Regions from separate parts of the Zea mays genome. Here region 1 is linked to region 2. Evidence: chromatin contacts called from public Hi-C data. All regions are on one chromosome and are shown on one strand. Each heading gives the region's core, a stretch centred on a gene start, on an enhancer-like site or on the middle of the called end of the contact. The rest is flanking DNA. Distances are from core to core; before and after follow the strand shown. Region 1 holds the start of LOC100282858 (plant-specific domain TIGR01589 family protein). Region 2 holds the start of LOC100278502 (putative MATE efflux family protein).

Region 1 (5,186 bases), core at 130-2,629, 140 kb after region 2:
AGGCGTGGAGCTCGCTCGTCCAGAGTTGCAAGGCACATGGCGAAGACGCGCTGGGAAGGAGAGCGGCAGATACGCTGGTAGACATGGGACGAGAGGACGCGGCCACCAGCTTGCAGGTGTCGAGATACTTCTACGAGATTGGGGACGGCGAGAATGTCTCGAGGATTAAAGGCATGGCAAGTGGGCAACGGGTGAAGGAGATCAGCGGTCGCAGCTCGGTCGAGATCGGCCACGGAATAATCTAGCAGCCGAGGTTAAAGAACGGTATGGATTGTTCAATTCCGTAGTTGGCTGGCTGGTTGGTTGGTTCACAATGTTTAATATACAACTGATGGTCTGAACGGATGGGAGATAGGAAATACCAAAGTAGAATCTCTTTAGGTGGATCGGGGAATTGTTGTGTTTAGTACTCATCAATATGTGATTATCGAAGCTTCACAACTTGAACATGATAACAATTTCTGGTGAAAACAATCGAGTTCCAATTCAACCACATACTGCTTGGTTGGTTGGTTCACAAAGTTTGAGCTGGTACTGGCAACCTACGCATCGCAGGAGGAAAGGCCATGCTGCCAGCGTACTAGGTCTGGGGCACAAGCTCTCCTTGCTCCAGATCTGAATCTTGGGCAAGGCACATGTTGTCTGTGCAGGCAGGCTGGTCTCATTCGTCTTTCCTATCGTCTTTTCGGACACTGCTTGCTCTCACAATCTGGGGCCCGTCGAATGTCTCTGCACTTGGCAGCAACAGGATGGTGCCCCTCCTCCCTGTACTGTACTTACGTGGATGCGAAGTGCAACTGTGCAGTGCAGTTTCCTGAAAGCGGAAAAGGCCAAACCGGGTGGTGCAAATGTGTAAACAGAGTGTAGTTTGAAACAAGGAGTCAAATATGTGTTAGGGCAGTGATGCTGTTGGAGATAAACTTAAGCATGCAGTATAGATATACGATGATGCTGATGGTGGTGCGTCTTTGTATATTTTATTTTATTTGTGCTCCCCACCACCACCACCATCACACACCTACCTACCACCAGTTGCCATCCATCCAATCATGCAGTGACACTAATAGCTGTTATACAAAGACGAAAACACACTCTGTTCCTGTTAGTTACTTGGTAAACTGAAGTTGGGTTTAGGACTCTGAGCTGGGCTGGTACAGTGACATGATAAACCACCAGTAAATGGCCTGAAATGAAAAGACAGACAGCGCATGGATACCCAACTGTGTGGCACAAACAAGCAGTGAAACAATGTGAATCAGGAAACAAAAGAGAAGAAAAGAAAATAAAGGAGAAAGATTCAGTGGTGGTGCTGGGTGCGGGGTGTATCAAATATTTCCCTGAGCCCCGGATAACCGGATTCCAGAGCGGCGGCCTGCGACAGGAACAGTGGGTGGGGCCGGGAGCGCCTCTCGCTCTCCACTACCAGTCCACCACCTCGCTCGCAGCTCTTTCCTCCTCCTTTTCCTTCCTTTTTTCTTTTTTTCCCAGCCCACCTCGCTCGCTCCCTTCCCTTCCCAGTGGAAGTGGATTGGTTGATTGATCGCACAGAGCTCGCCTCACATCCACACAGCCCGAGCTGCTGCCCGCCCACCCGCCTGTAGCTCCCCTCCTCACGGAGCAGGCAGGCAGGCAGGCTGGGATTCCCGTCGAAGCAGGGCAGGTACGGCACGGCCCGCCCGGTTGAATCCCTCGGCCTCCCTCCGCGGGGGCTAATTTGTCTCGCTCGTTCCCGTCTCTACTGCTGCTGCAGGAGCTAGGGCGGGTGGAGGAGCCTTTGCCCGGGAACGAGGAGAGGAGGTGGCAGTGGCACCCCGCGGCTAGGGCAGCGAGAGAGGGGCGAAGAGGAAGGCGGCGGGCGCGTCCGCCATGGCTAGCGAGGAAGTACTCCACAAGGCCGGTCTCGCTACTCTCGCCTCTACTTCTACTCCGTCGCCTTTGCCGCTGCATCCATTCCCAGTCTACCCCGCGCGGGCTCCCTCGCCTACCTACCAGCTTTAATTGTCGCTTCGCGCGGATTTAATTGTCGCTGCTCCTTGCGGTTTTGCTTTGCTCCGGGGCCTTGCTGCTGCCTGCTGGTACCGTACCGACTCCGCGTCAAGGAACATGCTGCTTTCGGGCCCCATGTTCAAATTGCTAACCTAGGGTTTGGGTGGAACACCAAGGGTCTAGACAGACATCTAGAAGAGTTTGTGTATGCTTATTTTGATGGATTGGTAAGATTTGCTAACCTAGGGTTTCAGCGAATCCTGTATTCTGCCAACTTTTTCCTCAGTATGGAGCGAATTGTACCTAAAAGAGTTTGTGGATGCTTATTTTGATGGATTGATAAGATGGCTCATCTGACTCCGCCTGCTAATTCCTGTTGCACAGGTCCAGAATCTTATAGAGCGCTGCCTTCAGATGTACATGAACAAGAAAGAAGTGGTTGATGCCCTCTCCCACCACTCCAGGATAGAGCCTTGTATCACTGAACTTGGTAACGCTCACTGTTCGTTCTCTCCTCTTCCTCTCGTCCAGCCAGACGACTCATTCCTCTTGCTTGCAAGTCGGTCCGAAGTTAATTCATATACAGATCTTATTCTACCATTGGTCCAATGTTACATCTGTGATTCTGTACTATGATGCAATGCAGATATAATGCTTTACAACAATAACTGAGCCTTTTTAGTCTCCGTACAATGTTTGAAGTAAACAATTCTCTTTGCCCGTGTATCAATTGTGTTGTCTTATGTGTTCGACAACCAAATATGGCTTGCGTGTGTGGGTCCTGCGCCAAGCATTAATCGCCGGTCGGCTCTGTTTTTATTTGGTTAGAGAGATTCGAGATCTGATTGGTGTGCTTTTCATAAGCCACACGATCTCCTCAACCCTATATATGTACACTAGGTCTATCAATCAATCAATCTATTAATTTCACACAATCTCATCCTATTTCTGTATGTTTCCCCAAAATCTACTTATTCAGTGGCAAACATGTATTCTAGAAATCTTAATTGGTTCCTTCTAATATTCTCATATACTAGGAGTCTAGGATAATGAAAAGCGCTATCATGTGTAAAAAATGTTTGGACCCAACGTCCTACCTTAATGACAAACTAGATAAGCTGGCTCACTAAGTTCTAGTTCCACATCCCCTTTTTTGGAAAATTTATTTTGCAGTTTATCATATTGAAATTGAATCTGCGCTTCTGCTCTCCACAAAGACGCCAACAAAAAGTATGGCAGTGAAAAAATAGCTTATGAAGTTTCACTGATTCTCTCAAAATGGCTCACCTACAGCCTTGCATTCTGTAGTTTTTTTTGTGTTATAGAAATCCCTTATGGTTGCAGGCTAATTGGCACTTTTTTCTCTCTCTGTCCTTTTCAGTTTGGCAACAACTTGAGCAACAGAATCCTCTGTTTTTCAAAGCATACGATATGAGGCTAATGCTTAAGAATCAAATAATGGTCTTCAACAGGCTTCTCCAGGATCAGTTCGAGATTATGAATAAAGAGTTTTCTTCAGGGATCCCTTCTATGTCTCTTCCTAATGACTCTAATTCCAACCTATGTAAGACCTTTCTTTCCAGCCTTATCATGGGCAGGGATTGCTCATAATTATTTAACTTAGTGTTCTGATTTGCCTTCCGGAGTGAAGTGCTGTAACAATCTGATGGAATATAAGGCGTACATGTTACTTTGCAAAGTGATTTAACCATTGTATAAGTTCAACAAATCTGGCATTCATTCGGTTGAAGTTTTGTTTTTTCTCATGAGATCTCATTCACACCTGCACAAATACACTCCTCTTTCACTTGCTAATAAATTCACCTTTTGCTATCTCCCTAGTCTGGCACTTTAATTTGGCCACTTTATTTACTTGTTTCAGTGAAGCAAGATTCATGCTTTTTGCCAGAGACTGCTCCTGGAAATGCAATGCCAGATGGTATAATGCACAATGGAAGTTCAAGTGGTATAATAAATGACACACCATCTGGCGATCAGTTACTTAATGCTAGTAAAGACTTGCATGGCCTTCATAGTCAAATAGATGCTTCAACTAGTCTACAGTCAGACCAGAATGCAACTGCTGTGCTGTATGGTGTAGACAACGAGACAAGCGCAACAATAAAGACCGAGTCTTGCTACTCGAGTAATGCTGATTTTGCCTTCTGTGGGAACACTTTCCTGGAATCATGCCAGTCGATAGGTGATGCATCTGGTGGTGGATCCTTCAGCAGCTCAGAGTTGAATGGGCAACCACTAAACGATTCAATTTTGGATATGGAGTCATCATCATTTAGCTTCTTGAACCAAATGCCCCAAAGCTTCATGTTTTCAGACCTGGCAGATGATTTCAACCAAAATGCAGGTACCTTACCAGTGATATTTGTTGTTGAATTCTTTCTTCCTAGTTTGGAGTGCCTACTTCGTTCCTTTTGTCCTCCCATTGTGCAGTATAAGTTATTTGTCTTGTTTTGGGTTTTCCCCCTCAGAAATAACACCATTTCTCACTCCTGAGACAAATTTCTCCGATTCAACAGGGGGAGACCATACAGGTGATTCGTGCTCCTTCCTTTTTCTCACAAGTCACAACCACCCCGTAAATACAGCATATGCTGCATTCTCTGATCTTCACGCATTGACCTCACTGTAAACGCATTTATTCAACAAGCAAACGTAGTTAGGGCATGTGTATTAGTGCTTTCTTGGGTGGTACTAGTAGTACCTGTAGGGGGTCGATGTTTACACCAAGAATTCAGTCGATGTAGGCCATGTTTGGCACTGCTGCTGCTTGTTGAAAAAACAGCTTATCTGATAAGCTGGTGAAAAGTAGCTTCTGCTTGTTGGCTGCTTTTAGTGTATTCTGAGAAGTAGCTGAACTGATAAGCTGCTGCAGAAGCTAGCTGTTTGACAGAACTTTTGCTTAAATTTGTGAAGAAGCTGAAAATAAGCTGCGCCAAACAGGGCCGTAGTCTCTAGGATAATCCTCTCTTATTTTGAGTTGCATTCTCTATTAGTGGCGTAGTCGCTTGTGGAAAAACATGCATTCTGGTACTTACTGGTTTTCTTCCACTGCAGGTTGAGCGGGTCATGCACAGCGTACCAACCATTTGTACATAGGCACATGGGCAGTCGAATCTGCATTGGTGAAGAACTTGAGGACCTTTTGATCTAGCTTGTTTATTTCTCTAGTTTTTGCGTCT
Region 2 (4,962 bases), core at 1,113-3,612:
TGTTTGGGCTCCCTGCTGCGTGGTGTTCATCTCCTCAGGCGTCGGGCTGGTGCTGTGGACGTCTCCCATGGCCTCAACAGCGGCTCTAGTATCTCTGTCAACCTCCCGTTGTGCAGGCTCGGACGTGAGCGGTGCAATTGGTTTTCTGGGACAGAACTTCGTGTTCGCTGAGCTGGTCTTCCATGTAGACAATCTACGTGTTGTGATTTACCTGTTGCCTCACTTTATTTATTGTTTAATTTTGTGCAATATGCTAGTATTATATACTTGGGTGTTATTGCACTGTTGTGAGTGGATTTGTATGCTCGATGATGATAGCGGTGTAGTGAGACAACGTGACAGTCTCGGTTTTAGTGTGTTATTATTTTCAGCATCAAATATATATTTGTGCCTAGTTACGTAAGGCCCGAGCAGTGGCGGCCCTGAGGGTGGGGCGAAGGGGCCGTCGGCCCGGGTCCCCAATTATATAGGCCCCGAACTTAGTTATACATTAAGTAATTAGACTATCAGACATAATAGCTTAATAGTGAAATGTCCAATAATTAGCAGCCACGAAGCGTTCACAACCCGGTCGTATTTAAACATGTTAAAATTACTTTTAAGATAATACTATAATATGTATCTTTTTATTTATTTGTTGCTTGATATGAATATTTTTAGATGTGTCTTGAGTTTATATATTGGTACCATTTATATGATAATAGTTTGATGAGCCTCTATTTTAAATTTACCCTGGGCCCCTAAAACCTCCGGTCCGCCGCTGGGCCCGAGGAGTGTCTGACCCATGGTTGCTCCCAGTTTCTGCAACAACCTTGGCTCAGCAGAAGCATCCATGGCGGCGCGATCCCACTTCTTGTTGATTTTCCTCAAGTCCAACTTGACGTCCTCCAATGCGGTGTCCATCTTGACGCGCCATGCCTTCCAAGCTTTCGACAACCACCTCGACCGCTCTAAGGCGTTCCTCCTTGGCGTCGGCGAACGCCGAGAAAACGCTTCTCCCACTCGAGATCCATAGCCGAGAACCGCTTCTCCAACTCATCAAGAATCAACTTCGTGTTGGCATCCATCTCCACTAGTACACAGAAGCTCTATAGTGTAGATTCTTGAAATAGAATTCAGTTACAAGTTTGATACCGTCCTTCTCCCCGGTAGATTGACTTGCCACAAAGGACACAACTCACGCCAAACTGCCGCACCCGATGTCGTCCACTGCCTCGACCTCCTTACGTCGTCCATTATGGACCTGAAAGCCGCATATTCCTCTTTCTGGTTCTGCCTTCCCTTAGGCCTTGTTCGTTTGTGCCGAATTGATGGGTCAGAACGATTACTAACCGGATTGTTTCTCTAATTTATATAAACTTTGATTAGCTGAAACGATTTCGGGTACAATCCGACAGAAACGAACAAGGCCTTATTTGCCCACGAGTACTCTCGTCCTTGTCTTCATAGCGCACTTCTTCGGTTTCAGTTGGCTCAGCTGGTACTAGGTTGCTAACATGCTCCAGCCATGCTCACGTTGGGTGACTTGGATAGTTGCTTGGATCCTGCTGCCTGCGACCGGCCGGCCTACCGCGTCGTCGTCATGGGAGCGTTCGTTCGTTCAATTTACAAGGATGAATCGGAGTCGGAGCATTTGCAGACAGAAAACATTCGCTCTCCAGAGTCTCAACGGTCTTTGACAGCGAGAACCGAAGCTGCTGCTGTGCTAATCACCCACCCGGCTCCGTCGGTTAACGGTCGCCGCGGTTAGCAGCGCGTGACTGTATATCTGGTTCCTTCCAGATGGGCGATGGATCTGACGTGGCACGTTACTACGGTTTCTTTAGCTTTTATTGCTGTTTCCTCTCACGATTTCAGACCTTGTATTAAATGACGTATGGTCGTCCTGTTGTAAGCTATCAAAACATGATTGCCGAGGCGGGATTTTCATCCTTGATCTAAAATAAAAAAAAATGGAACATCGTTGGATGCCTTCTACGTTCTACTTCTACTTTACCTATGTGATCGAGTGCTAGTTACTGCTTTTTCACACCCCTGATCGATTTCCTTTTCTTGAACGCAAAACTCTGATAGATTTCACGTCGCTTATAACTTCTTCTTTTGCAATTTACTATACATATGTACTAGTCTTCTAGGGACCACAATAAAAAAACACGAACCAAATTTCTTTTCAAGACGAAGGTTAAAAACTTTTACAATTAAACATTCCTATAAACAGACCTTGGCAGATTTCAGTCCATCTACTCATGCACCATCTTTTCAGGCCGAAGCCCGGGATCATTCTTTGGGCCTTTCAAACGTCTGGCTCGGCCCATAGATTCCCCTTCCTTTCAAATGCTAGCGTGTTTCGTGCCACGTTGCCACTGCGCAGCCAATCAGACGCATGAAAACTGCCTTCCCTCGCTAGTCAACCCAAACCCGTCGGTTCCGATTCCGACCTCCAAGCCCGCGGGGACATCGCGAAACGAAATGGGTGGCGCTAGCGTCGATGTCGATGGGGCGGCGGAGGCGTCCTCGCCTCTCCTCTTGCCCCGCTCCGCTCCACGCCCCGCGGTGTCGGCGGAGGTGACAAGGCAGGTGGGGCTCGCGGCGCCGCTGGTGGCGTGCAGCCTGCTGCAGTACTGCCTGCAAGTGGTCTCCGTCATGTTCGCCGGGCACCTAGGGGAGCTCTCCCTCTCCGGCGCCTCCGTTGCCGCGTCCTTCGCCAACGTCACCGGATTCAGCGTCCTGGTACGTGCAGTTCAGTGATAACTGGTAACCTCGCTTCGCTCAGCCGTTTGTGCACCTCGATATTGTACTAGTGCTCTTGAGAGCAGAGGGGGAATGCGGATCGGAACAAGTACGCTCTAGGAGCTGGTTGTTTAAGAAATTTATATCCAAAAATCAGTACGAATTTTTTGAATGCCTTCGCGTTACTCCAATTAAGAGGAGGTGTATGAGTTTTGACTTATTGCCCAGTGTCCAGTTATGCTATACTGCGTTGTGCTACCAAGTAAATTAATTTGGAACTCGTGCTCCTTTTTCCGTGTCAAGCTGGGCATGGGAAGCGCGTTGGATACGTTCTGTGGACAATCATACGGAGCAAGACAATATGACATGCTGGGGACACACACGCAAAGGGCGATAATTGTTCTTATGTTCACGGGTCTTCCTCTGGCCTTTGTTTTGGCCTTCACTGGTCAAATCCTTATCGCTCTTGGTCAAAACCCTGAGATATCATTCGAAGCTGGATTGTACGCTCAGTGGTTGATTCCTGGCCTGTTCGCGTATGGTTTGCTTCAGTGCCTTACCAGGTTCCTGCAGGCCCAAAACATTGTCCACATATTGGTAGCTTGCTCTGGACTTACCTTGCTACTTCATGTTATGCTATGCTGGTTGCTGGTTCAAAGTTTCGGCCTTGGCCACAAAGGCGCTGCTCTGGCAACCTCAGTATCTTACTGGTTCAATGTGGCACTGCTAGCTGTGTATGTGAAATTCTCTGAAGCTGGCAGAAGAAGTTGGCATGGATGGTCAGGGGAGGCACTAAAATTGAAGGATGCCAAAGTGTATCTAAAGCTAGCAATCCCATCTACATTTATGACCTGGTAAGCCTGATATGGGGCACCATCACCATGTATAAAACTTGTATTTCGACAAGTCTTGGATGTTAACTTTATGGTTTAGCAAAGAAATAATGTGTACCTTTATCTTCTTTCTGCATGGAACTGGTAATTTGGCGTGCAAGATAGCTCAGCTTGGAGTATTGGGCATTTGAGATGGTGGTTCTCCTAGCGGGATTTCTTCCAGATCCAAAACTGGAAACTTCAATTTTGTCAGTCAGGTAAGCAAACGAAACATGGATTGCCTCCTACCTTTCAGTAATCGTAAGTTCTATTAAACTGATCAATCTTTTCGATCTGATGTTGTTCTGTAACATGGCTGATCACTGTGCAGTTGCATTAATTTTCTTCCTCATGTCTTGAGATAGTTGTGTCTTGTTCATCAACCATGCACTAGTAATGATGTTTCAAGTGTTTGATGTGAAGTAACTTTGACTCTTTTGAAGCCTAAACACAATGTGGATGGTCTATACAATTCCAAGTGGCCTAAGCAGTGCAATAAGGTCAGAGGAGCATAAATTCATAGTGCCCCTCCTTCTCATTCTGGGTTTTTGTGATAAAAGAGACTTGCGCTTAACTACTTTTGGTCCATGGTTCTTGTTTCTTTGCAGTATTAGAGTGTCCAATGAACTAGGTGCTGGGAACCCACATGCAGCACGCCTATCAGTTTATGTTTCAGGGATCATGTGCCTAGCTGAGGGTCTTTTTTTCGCTGTCATCACAGTATTAGTGCGAGATGTCTGGGGTTATTTGTACAGCAATGAGGAAGAGGTCGTGAAGCATGTATCGATTATGATGCCAATTCTTGCTACTTCTGACTTCATGGATGGAATACAATGCACACTATCAGGTTTGGGATAATTGCATTGTCTAGTATGCAGCATTTGCATCACATTGTGCTTCTGCTTCCTGTTTATAAATCCATATACAGATACTGTAATCTGAATGTCATTATTGTAAAGTTGCTTAGTTTTATTTGTTTGATCACTTGGTCAGTTGGCCTTGGTGCTTGTTTGCCTGCCTCATTATGGTGCCATAGGTACATGTAGACTAATTATCTCTGCTATGCCGCCTGGGCAGGTTTATGTAAAAAATGATCACATATCCAGCATGCACGATGCTCTCATAAGTCATAAGAGGAAAAAATCCAATGTGTTTGGTATTGCACGCTACAAGAGGGTTTCACCAGTAAGCCATACAGTCCAAATTAGGATTATTGCTGTTCCAAGCCTATTGTTTTTATTAGGTATCATTAATTCCTTTACCAAAGAAGAGTGGCACAAGTATTATGCACAAGAGTGGTAGTTCCTGAATCAGACTTGTCAGTGGTTTTATCGTGACACTTCGTAATCATAATATCAGT

The links. Hi-C and Micro-C count contacts between places; a contact is called where the count stands out from the background.
Region 1: a contact with region 2 is called in a Hi-C map of leaf, with 2.6 times the contacts expected there. The contact joins the promoter of LOC100282858 here to the promoter of LOC100278502 in region 2. A contact is called at or near these places in 5 of 25 Hi-C or Micro-C datasets (bundle sheath, ear, endosperm and 2 more).

Annotation. Positions count from the first base shown.
Region 1 is chr6:95,634,688-95,639,873 of Zm-B73-REFERENCE-NAM-5.0, forward strand. It overlaps LOC100282858 (plant-specific domain TIGR01589 family protein), which reads left to right and starts at 1,380. Exons shown (of 6, transcript NM_001412200.1): 1 at 1,380-1,660; 2 at 1,751-1,893; 3 at 2,371-2,476; 4 at 3,368-3,550; 5 at 3,869-4,351; 6 at 5,062-5,186. The coding sequence starts at 1,867. The coding sequence ends at 5,066.
Region 2 is chr6:95,490,520-95,495,481 of Zm-B73-REFERENCE-NAM-5.0, forward strand. LOC100278502 (putative MATE efflux family protein) reads left to right here and starts at 2,363. Exons shown (of 8, transcript NM_001349988.1): 1 at 2,363-2,730; 2 at 3,034-3,584; 3 at 3,734-3,820; 4 at 4,046-4,102; 5 at 4,211-4,449. The coding sequence starts at 2,470.